Regions from separate parts of the Sus scrofa genome. Here all the other regions are linked to region 1. A link is a contact called in public promoter capture Hi-C data. All regions are on one chromosome and are shown on one strand. Each heading gives the region's core, a stretch centred on a gene start, on an enhancer-like site or on the middle of the called end of the contact. The rest is flanking DNA. Distances are from core to core; before and after follow the strand shown.

Region 1 (3,392 bases), core at 369-2,868:
AGGAGTAGCGATGAATTTATGCATATGCTCCAGTCACATTCTTCCCGGGCAGCTTTGGTGTGTGGAATGTCCACAAGAATGAGGAAGAGGAGCAGGTGTGAATCAGACCAGTGTAAACCCAACACGGGTCCCGACCACGGCTCCTTAATCGGTTCTGTTCTTACCCACGCCTAACCAGCCGGAGACAAGCTCCCTAACCGAACCCTGTCAAATTGCATTCTAGAGTGCCTCCTTAGGAGTTCCCTTCGTGGCGCAGCAGTAGCAAACTCAACTAGTATCCATGAGGATGCGGGTTCAATCCCTGGCCTCTCTCAGTGGGTCAAGGGTCCAGGGTGGCCGTGAGGGGGTGCTGCAGGTTGCAGACGAGGCTGGGATCTGGTGTGACTGTGGCGCAGGTCGGCAGCTGTAGCTCCCATTTGACCCTTAGCCTGGGAGCTTCCACACACTGCAGGCACGCCACCCCCCCCCCAAATCAAGTGCCTCCTTATTCATGTTTCTGATCCAAACATGTTTCCTATACATCTGCTGGTACATCACTGCACAAACGGTGCATATGCTTTTATGCCCTTTTCCGCTCCAAAGCACCGTGAAGCAGATGAGTCCAGCAGTGGTGTCTCTACACGGGTGAGAAGTGGGCTCCTCCAGTCCTGCGGATGAGGGGAAGCTGGCAGGCTGGTCCTTCACTCCGGCCCAGGCCTGCCCCCGCCCCGCCCCCAGCCCCACCCCCGCCAGTGCCTTCTGGCCTGAGTCCCACACTAACCCCGGCACTAGCTTTACAGAGTCTGTGCCCTTGGACCTCAGCCCGCACGGAGCCCGCGTCGGTGTGACTGACGCTTCTTCCTCTGAGCAGGTGCAGAACCCCACCACTGGCTTCTCAAGAACCCCGAGATGCCCCCAAGTAAGAAAACCCCACAGATGCTTCCGGGAATGGCTCCAGCTGAATATACTACAGATGCCTCTGCTCAAGAGTAAATTCCAGTAAGAAAAGAAACAACTATTTCATGCTGACAAATAGTTCTCTGCTTGAGCCACTTCGTTCTCGTAATTCTCTGAGCTTCTCCTTTGGGCCTGCACAACGAAGCTCCCTGGTCCTGGGAGAGCACTCAGTAACCATAAAGCTATAAAGAGGACGCTCCGGGCCACGTGGGAGGCAGAGTGGGGTCGAGTCACATGGAACAAGAAAAGCCTGCCTGGGAAGGCACGGGGATCTCGTTTCTGATGTAATCGCTGCTCTGCTTATCACTCAATGAAAGATAAGCCCTGCGGGGCAACTGGGCATTCTGCTCTCCATGGAGCTCCAGTGAGGAGCCTGGCGTATAGATGGTGCTCAATAAATGTTTATTGAAAGTAGGAAAGAAGGCAGGTAGATGGAAAGAAGTGGGGGGGGGGGGCGCACCTAAGCTTCTGAGAAGGACGCAAAGAAAATGTGGCAAGAGAGCTAAGGTCTGGGTAAGAGCAGGGTTTGCACAAGTCCCGGGGTTGGCGCAGGTGAAAACCCTATGCCTAAGTTGCTGAAAACACACGTGTCCCTGGGTTTCGGGAGATGGGAGACGTGGGCGGAAGGGCAGAGGTCAATTTTACCACCATCCGCCAGCCGGCTGAGCAGTGGAGCGCAGGCAACCCCAGTTGGTGCTGCGTAACCATCGGTGCCCAGAGCAGCGGAGATTCCCGCCCCCCCAGCATCTGGACCCCCAGGGCAGGAACACTGAAGGCCAGACCTCCCCGTGTGCCTTCACGGCGTGGCTCATGGGAACCTGCTGCTCTTGGAAACCTCAGGTAAGGAGGCAGCTCTGCCACGGCAGGCACACAGGGGGTACCCACGCGAGGCTTGGCAGGGTGTGGCCGCGAGTCCCGAAGGGCAGTTTTGGCACTCAGGGACCTGGGGGCTGGGCCCGCAGAGGGGTCCTAGAAGCACGTTTAGGCATTAGCTTAAAACACCGCCTGACTGCCTTTGTAGGACCGTTTCACACGAAACCATCTATAAGGGAAGCAGGGCAGGGACTGTCATCTTTTTTTTTTTTTTTTATAGAAGAGGCAGTCGGGATTCAGTAAGGCTGAAAAACTTCCAAGGTCTCACAATAAATGCTCAGGGTTTAGACTTCAGGGCCTCTGGCCCTTTGTCAATCATAGCAGCGGAGGCACGGCAGCGGCAATGTTGAAAATGACCAGCAGAGGGCGGTCTTCACAAAGGCTGTGGCCCTATCCCGAGAGCCATCAAAGGGTCCCGGCTCTTGGGACAGACCCGCATCGTGGATCCCCTCAGGCTGAGAAGGATACAACCTCCTCTCCTGTGATTTTCCTGCCCCACGAAAGCTTCCCTAAATCTAAACCTGAAACACCAGATACACATAAATTCCAGGAACGGACTACCAAAAAGCTGGCTAGTGCCCTTCAAAAATGTCAAGGTCAAGAAAGGCTGGCTGAAGACCTGTTCCAAATTAAAGGAGCCTAAATAGACATGACAGCTAAATGAACACGTGACTGACCTTTGATGGGTTTAGATGATAGTATTCTGTCGATGTTGAGTTTCCTAAAGTTGGTCATTGTGCTCTTTTTATGTAAGAGAATCTCCTTGTTCATAGAAATATTTAGAGGCATGGAGTTCCCGTCGTGGCTCAGTGTTTAACAAACCCGACTACTAACCATAAGTTTGCTAGTAATCACGAGTTTTCGGGTTCGATCCCTGGCTCCGCTCAGCGGGTTAAGGATCTGGCGTTGCCGTGAGCTGTGGTGTAGGTTGCAGACGCTGCTTGGATCCTGTGTTGCTGTGGTGTGGGCCGGTGGCTACAGCTCCAATTCAACTCCTAGCCTGGAAACCTCCATATGCTGCAGGTGCCACCCTAAAAAGCAGGAAAAAAAAAAGTTAAGAAAAAAACACACCAATAGAATATTACAATAAAAGAAATGGAGCAAAGTATAAGTGATGGGGGAATCTGGGTAAAAGATATATGGAACCTCTTATGCTATACTTGCAATTTTTCTGTAACTTTGAAATTATATCTAAATTAAAAGTTAACAACAACAAGAGGCGGTCCTAGCTCTCCAGCAGTTGGGCCTTGGGGTAGCCACATCTGATTCCTGGCAGAGCCCTCCCTCACTGGGGGAGGCCTTTTCTCAGTGATAGTGGCTTCGGTCACTGTGAAGCCCTGACCTTTGCCCTGGGCTGGCCAGAGTGGCCCTGTACAAAGCTTCCTTGCTAACAGAACTGCCAACCGTCGATGGCTCAAACTAGCCTTTGCAGTCGATGTTTTGAGAAGAGTGATGGTAATTGGCATCTATAGAGAGAAGCGCAGTGGACCCAGCTGAGCGCCAAATGAAGCTGCGGGCCCCCGGGGGTGGGGTGGGGGGCACGCCGGGCCTGTGCAGCACAGAGAAGCAGCAGAATGTCAGTG
Region 2 (3,392 bases), core at 389-2,888, 360 kb after region 1:
ACGCCAGATCCTTTAACTCACTGAGCAAGGCCAGGGATTGAACCCACGTCCTCATGGATACTTGTCAGATTCTTAACCCACTGAGCCGCAACAGGAGCTCCATGTTTCATAGTTTTATATTCACTAATATGTTCTTCCGTAGTATATGATCCGCTGTTAATCTCATCCAATATTTTCTTTATCTCAGAATTGTATTTTTCATCTCTAGATGAATTTAAGTCTTTTTATATTTTCTGGTTTCTCTTTAACATGCTATGCTCCCCTTTATTTTCTTGAATATACATAGTTATGATAACTTTTAGGCTGTCTGCTCAGATGACGCTACAGATGAGGACCAATAACAGACTGATAATCGATAGGATTGATAACAAATGATGATCTATGCCAATCCAGCTTCCACTTCTATTGATCAATCTTTCTGCTTCTTACATAGTTCTTTGGCTTCTTTGTATGCCTGCTAATTTTTCATTGGATTCTAAACATTGTGAGTTTATGCTTTGGTGCTGGATAGTTTTGTATTCCTTTTTATATTCTTGAGTTCAGTTAAGTAACTTGGAAATAGTTTGTTGCTTTTGAGGTTGTTTTTTTTTATTTATTTTATTTTTTTTTGAGGATAAGAACAGCCTTTAGGTTAGAGCTAATTTTGCACCACTACTGCGTCAACATCCTTCTATGTATCCTACTTCATGCCTCATGTGTTCTGAGACTTTTTCAATCTGGCTGGTAGAAATAAAAAAGTTTCCCAACCCTGTGTGAACTCCAGGGATTTTCTATCAGCTCCATTCTGTGGATTCTTTTGCCTTCAGGACTTTCTTCGCACACGTGTTGATCAGTACGCAGCTAAAGACCCGCGAGGAACTCAAGGAATCTGCAGGTCTCTCTGTGCAGCACTCTTTTCCATGAAGCGCTTGCTTCACCAGCCCCCTGCCTCGGGGCCCTCCCTGAATTCTCTCAACAGCTTCCCCTGCTCAGGCAGACGGTCAGGATCTGCTTGAACTCCCTCTCCTCGTGCTGCAGCCTGGAAACACTCTCCAGTTACTAACGAAAGCCGTTGCTGGTCTTACCCCATTTGTTTCCCTCCATACCTTGTACTGTCTGAGGTCTGAAGACCCCGGGTGGGAGGCAGAATAATGGTCTCCCCCAAAGTGTCTATATTCTAATTCCAGAGCCTGTGACTGTATTACTTTACATGCCAAAAGGGACTTTGCATATGGAATTAAGGAATTTGAGATGGGAGGATTACCCTGGGTTATCCAAGTGAGCCCGACGTATTCAAAGGGACTGTTAAGAGGAGAGGGAAAAAAAAGTTTCGTTAAACTACTCCACGGTATCGATAACTTGGCATCATCTCGTTTGCCTGAGCGGCTGTAGGGTCTTCAACTGACCCTGGCCCCTCTCATGCAAGTGCCTGCCCTAGATAACAGCCCGCAGGGACACAGGCAAATGCGGGCTTTTGACAGGACTTCCCCGACCTCTCGCGACCTCTCGGGGCCTCCTCCTAGTGTGCTCCTTAGATAAAACCTCTGTGGAACTTACAAAACCCCCATTGTTTTTGGTTTGAATCGACCACTCCTGCAAGCCCAAGGCCTTCCGCCCACAGACCTTAACACAGAGGCATGCGGCCCAGGCCCGGTGGCGCTCTCTGCCTGCACTCTACCTTGACCTCCACATGTGGGCCCTCCAGGCATGCCGTGTATTTCCTCCAGGACCTAGGAGGAAGAAACTCTTTTTCAACTTCTCTGGTAGCCTTTTGTTGAACCGCAGCTCACCATTGGGCAACCTGTGTTCCAATTAGCCCATATTAATCTAACAAGGTCATAACAGGGGTCCTTATAAGTCAAATAAGGTTTAGGAGAGTTAAGAGTCCGAGAAGGAAATGTGATGACAGCAGCAGAGCTGTCTGCAGACAGAAGAGAGCCATGAGCCAAGGAACGCATAAGACAGTTTTGCAGCCTCAAGCTGGAAAAAGCAAGGACACAGATTCTCCCCTCATTTCTCCTGCAAACACCTTGGTTTTAGCCTGCTGAGATCCATTTCAGACTCTGACCATCATAAATACAAAATAATAAATGTGTTATTTTAAGCTACTACATCTGTGGTAATTTGCTATAGCACCAATAGAAGGGGGATGCATCTTTTTGTTCATATATTTTGTCCAGTTTTTTATTTGTTTAAGGTGACAGTGTGGTTCTAATCTCTTTACCACATCCTGGCATGAAGCAGAAGTCCCTGTCAGTTCTATCTTTTTTATTTGTTTGTTCTAATCCAAACCCACAATTCCGGTTGGGTAGAAACTTAGTAAATGTAAAAAACTTCCTCAAAGGTCAGATAAACTGAAATAATAGTTGAGGGACTTGTATAGAAGGAAAAATCCTAAGAGAGCAAAGAGAAGCTAAACACATAAAATCAGAAAAGAAAACTGACCGTGAAACTATCAGAATACTCACCTTTACTATGTAACTAAAAAGACACATAAAACAGAGAAAATTGCATAAAGCAAACACATAGTCAAAACATTCCTATCTCCAAGGCTTTTGAAGTAGGCATTTTTTGCTACATCAACGATATAACTTTAAAGAAGACAAACAGGAAGAATAATAATTAAAACATTTATATCAGTTCCTGAGTTGAGGTTTTGTCTTCCTGGACCCACACGTTTAGCAATCCAATCTTTTACCCATCCTGGGGGAAAAACAGCAGCTCCTTTCATTTTGTACAGGTCAGAGTCAACATGTGAAAATGTTCTCTTAGCTTGGAGTTCCTCAGTGGAAGATTTTTTTCCTTTTTTTGGGGGGGGGGGGGCTGTGCTCACAGCATGCGGAGGTTCCCAGACCAGGGATCGAACATGGGCCACAGCAGTAACGAGAGCCACAGCAGTGACAATGCCAGTTCCTTAACCCACTGTGCCACAATCTTTTCTAACATGGTAAAATAAACATAACATACATTTACCATCTTCACCATTTAAGTGTACAGATAAGTGATATTAAATACATTGACAACGTGAAAACATTATTACAATTCATTTCTATAACTCTTTTCACCCTGAAAAACAGAAATTCTACACCCATTAAACAACTCCCATTCCATTCTGCTGTCTCTACAACTTTGACAACTCCAAGTACTTTATATAGGTGGAATTATACTTGTCTTTTTGTGATTGGTTTATTTCACTTAGTATAATGTCCTAAAGGTTCATCCATGTTGCAGCATGTGGCAGAACTTCCTTTTCAAGGCTGAATACTATTCCATTGTGTGTATATACCACATTTTACCTCTCCACTTATTTGTAGACGGGCACTTGGGTTGCACATTTTAGCTATTGTGAATGATGCTGCTATGAGCATGGGTATACAAACAGCTGATCAAATCCCTGCTTTCAACTTTCTTTT
Region 3 (3,392 bases), core at 370-2,869, 340 kb after region 1:
TAGGAACGTAATGGAGAGGCTCCAGAGGTATGTTCTCTTGGGTGGTGTGTTTACACCCTGGGCAAACACTTGCCCAGAATGTTGCAGATTCCTGGGCTGGCTAAGCAGGTGTTCGACTCGATGAGCTCTAGAGTCTCTTTCAATTCTAAAATTCCCCGTCTGGGAGTAAAATGTGAAAAATAACAGAAAACACTGTACCCTTCCATGAACCGATCTGCCTTCATTCCCCTCCTAACTGTACGTCTGGAGACAAAAAAAGTTCTTTCTGCTCTTTCTCGGCAGCGATTTCACGAGAGCCCAGGTAACAAAAGGCAGGAAAACAGGCACAGGTGGGATGGAGCGGGGAGTGGCTGAAGGCCGGCGGCTCCCGGGACAGCGCCCCCACGCTCCCGTCCCCCGGCAGCACCTGAGAAATCACTGCCCTCCACACCGCCACCCTTCCGCGGCGGCGAGCGAGCGGGTTCTCCGACCTGTTCCAGTCCCCGCCGCACCTGGCCAGACACCGGCATTGTCTGCAGCCTTCAGCGCCCATGAAAGACAAGGAGGCATGGGCGAGAAAAGCGGGAGAAAGAGGAGAAAGAACGACGGAAGGGCAAGAAGAGCAACTGGGAAGCCGTACGCTCCTTCGGCACCATCGGCTTCCCCATCGATCTCTCCATTTAATTCAGGTCCCCAAAGCCAAGCCCCCGGCCCTGGGCGGCAGCCAGAGGTGGCCCAGCCCGGAGTCCCCGAAGCCACCGTGGTCGGAGCACGGACACCAGAAGAGGGAAATGGGCGTGTGGGCTGGGCCTGGCTGGCCGGAGGCCGGGCTCCGAACAAAGCCGCCCGGCTCCCCCTACCTGGGGCGAGGGCGGCGGGCGGTGCCTCGCGGGTCCCCGCGCCGCCCCAGCCCGGCGCCGCCCTCGCCCGGGGACCCTGGCCGGACCCGGGGCCGCGGCGAGCCCCCTCCCCGCCCGCGAACAGCGCCCCTTCGGGACAATGGGCCCCCTCCCCCGCCCCGGGGAGGGGAGATACAAAGGCTGGGAAGCGCGGCCCGGCCCGGAGCCAGGCGTCCGGAAAGTGAAGGCGGAGGAGGGAGAGGGGCCGGGAGAGGATGGCGGCGGACGCGGCAGCCCGGGGCCGCTCCCCAGCCGTCCAAGCCGCTGCCCTCAGCCGCACCGCGGCGGCGGGGCGGGAGCGCGGGCCAGCAGCCTCTCACGCCCGGCCGAGCGGGCAGGGGTCTGCACACAAAGGCGAGCGGGACCACCCGCCTCTCCGCCCGCGCCAGGGGCGGCGACGGCCCGACGCGCTCGGGCCCCCGACGGTCCGGGCGTCTGCCCAGCCGCAGCCCCTCCGGGCCCGGGTGCGCGCGGGGCGCCCCTCTCCTCGACTCACCCACAGCTCCGTGCCCCAGCTCATGGCGGAACTCGAGGCCCCTCGAGCCGTCTGGCCGCCCTGCTGTCCGAATGTCCGTCGGCTCTGCCGTCAGGCTGTCCGGCCTCCCACTGGCGGGCTCGCGGCTCGGCTGCTCAGCCTCGGAAGGTGCCGCCACCGCCGAGTTCCCCAGTGAGTGAGAAAGACGCGACTGGAGAAGCCGCCGCGCCGCCGCCGCCGCCGCCGCGTCCCCGCCTCCCGGAGCCGGGCGGGAGGGGGCCTGGGCTGGGGGGAGGCGGGACGCGGAGAGGGGAGGGGGCGGGGCGCGATGCACCCTGGGATCGGGGCGGACCGCGCGCGCCCGGCCGAGCCCGGCAGGGTCTCCTCGCCCCGGGTCCCCGGGCCGCCGCGCTTTCTCATCCCGCCCAGGCTCTCGCTTTTCGTCTCTCTGGGCTGGGACTGTCCCACCGCCGCGGCCACTTGAATCGCGGTCACCTAGAAGGAAAGGGAGAGACGGAAAAGACGCCCACCGCCCTTCTCTGCCCTGAGCCCCCTTAAATGAGGCGGCTCCTTCCTGCCTCTTGCCGCCTCCACTTGGGAGAAACCCAGACAAGGAAAACTCATCCAAATCCTTGGGTTTAGATTGTGGAGAGAGATGTTTTATTTATAAGAAAAAATCTTAATGGAAAGGGTGAGCTCGGGAATCCCTTGAATGTGTAGAGCATCCAATGTGAATGCAGCGTGCCCCTGATTTTTTTTAATAGAACATTTTAATTGTTTGAGTCCTGTCGGGAACTCATTAAAGAAGGTAGATCTTTCAGCTTTCACTTGGGGATGCTGCCATGAGAGGAGATGGAACACATGGACAAAGGGGAGCCAGGCTGTCACCTGCAGGAAAGGAGAACTGAGCTTGCCCCTTGTCTGGAATGGTGACCTCGCGCCTGCGGAATTGCATGGAAGGCAGATTCCTAGTCGGCAGAGCAAAGAGCCTATTCGGACCTCAGATATTTCTCATTTAGAATATCGGAGCCATTTCCTTTTTTCTCCGTGGAGTTACTTCCCGGCCTTTCTGAGTAATCATTAACTGCGGTCAGCAAGTTTGACTGGTTGGTTTTAGGTATCAAGTATGCTTAGCAACTCCCTAACATACGCTTTAGCATTAATTGCTTGTCTCCTAAAAACACACACGCACACGCGCCCACACAGTCCAAGCAATCACTAGTAGAGTGCTCCTCGGTGTGTTTTGACAGCTGAGGGTCTTAAGTTCTCCCAGGGCTAGTCAGCCTTTGAAACACCTCCCTATAGGGCCTGCTCAGATGCCCCAGTCTCTCCCACCTATATCCTTGTCCCTGCCTGGCTGTGCTCCCTCTTGGCGTTGGCCAAATATCCTCATCCTTCCTGACCGTCCAGACAAAACTCTTGCTAAATTGTTTGCTGCCCTTCTGTGACTCCAGCTCCAGCATAACAATTACCCTCCTCCAAGAGGGTTGTGGCCCATAGTTAAATGCTTAAGTGTGCCATGCAGTGATAAGGCTGTTAAGCATGGACTGAACACTTTCTCTTTCCAGCATTTTCCTGTTTCCTTCGAGGGTATTTATATCACCTAACCCTGCGATCCACATCGCCTCTTCCTTTAAAAAAAAAAAATTACATGCTTTCCCTTGAAAAGTAAGCTACCATTCACCATAAAGATTACCCTCTCCTCAACCATGCTATACACAATTCCCCAACAGAACATAAAGTCTTATCTCTTAGATGAGCGGTTTTCTTCTTTTGAAATTTCTGAACAGAATTCCACACTCAGAACAATTAATTTCTCTTCCAAAAGTTAGATTTGAGGGCATCAGATTCAGAGAAAAATTACATTAGTCTATGTTTTCATAAAATTTAAATTGATATAATCAACTTAAACTGATAATCCTCAAATAATCAATTTACAAAATTATTTCATGATATTAAAATTTACTTCAAACTCTTTAAGCAAGAATTATTAAAAAGTGAAAACTATCACAACAAAGGAATTAATGTGCTATACTTTG

The links. Promoter capture Hi-C pulls out the DNA fragments that hold promoters and counts their contacts.
Region 2: a promoter capture Hi-C map of fetal liver shows a contact between it and region 1, with 4 times the contacts expected there. The contact joins the enhancer-like site here to the promoter of BCAR3 in region 1. A contact is called at or near these places in 4 of 5 promoter capture datasets (fetal liver, fetal skeletal muscle and liver), 7 of 47 Hi-C or Micro-C datasets (embryonic fibroblasts, fetal liver, heart right ventricle and 2 more) and 2 of 2 datasets of contacts at active chromatin or transcription factors (alveolar macrophages and skeletal muscle).
Region 3: a promoter capture Hi-C map of fetal skeletal muscle shows a contact between it and region 1, with 9 times the contacts expected there. The contact joins the promoter of FNBP1L here to the promoter of BCAR3 in region 1. A contact is called at or near these places in 3 of 5 promoter capture datasets (fetal liver, fetal skeletal muscle and liver), 7 of 47 Hi-C or Micro-C datasets (embryonic fibroblasts, fetal heart ventricle, fetal skeletal muscle and 3 more) and 1 of 2 datasets of contacts at active chromatin or transcription factors (skeletal muscle).

Annotation. Positions count from the first base shown.
Region 1 is chr4:123,438,953-123,442,344 of Sscrofa11.1, forward strand. It overlaps BCAR3 (breast cancer anti-estrogen resistance protein 3), which reads left to right and starts at 1,619. Exons shown (of 13, transcript XM_003125890.6): 1 at 1,619-1,776.
Region 2 is chr4:123,798,418-123,801,809 of Sscrofa11.1, forward strand. No RefSeq gene overlaps it. Among named protein-coding and RNA genes, the nearest start is that of FNBP1L, 20 kb to the left of the region's middle. Within about 2 kb of position 1,639, at least 9 of the 83 cell types and tissues checked have an H3K27ac peak or open chromatin away from gene starts, as enhancers often do. A contact at or near this core is called in fetal liver, where this site is marked.
Region 3 is chr4:123,778,021-123,781,412 of Sscrofa11.1, forward strand. It overlaps FNBP1L (formin-binding protein 1-like), which reads right to left and starts at 1,620. Exons shown (of 16, transcript XM_005663661.3): 1 at 1,375-1,620. The coding sequence starts at 1,398.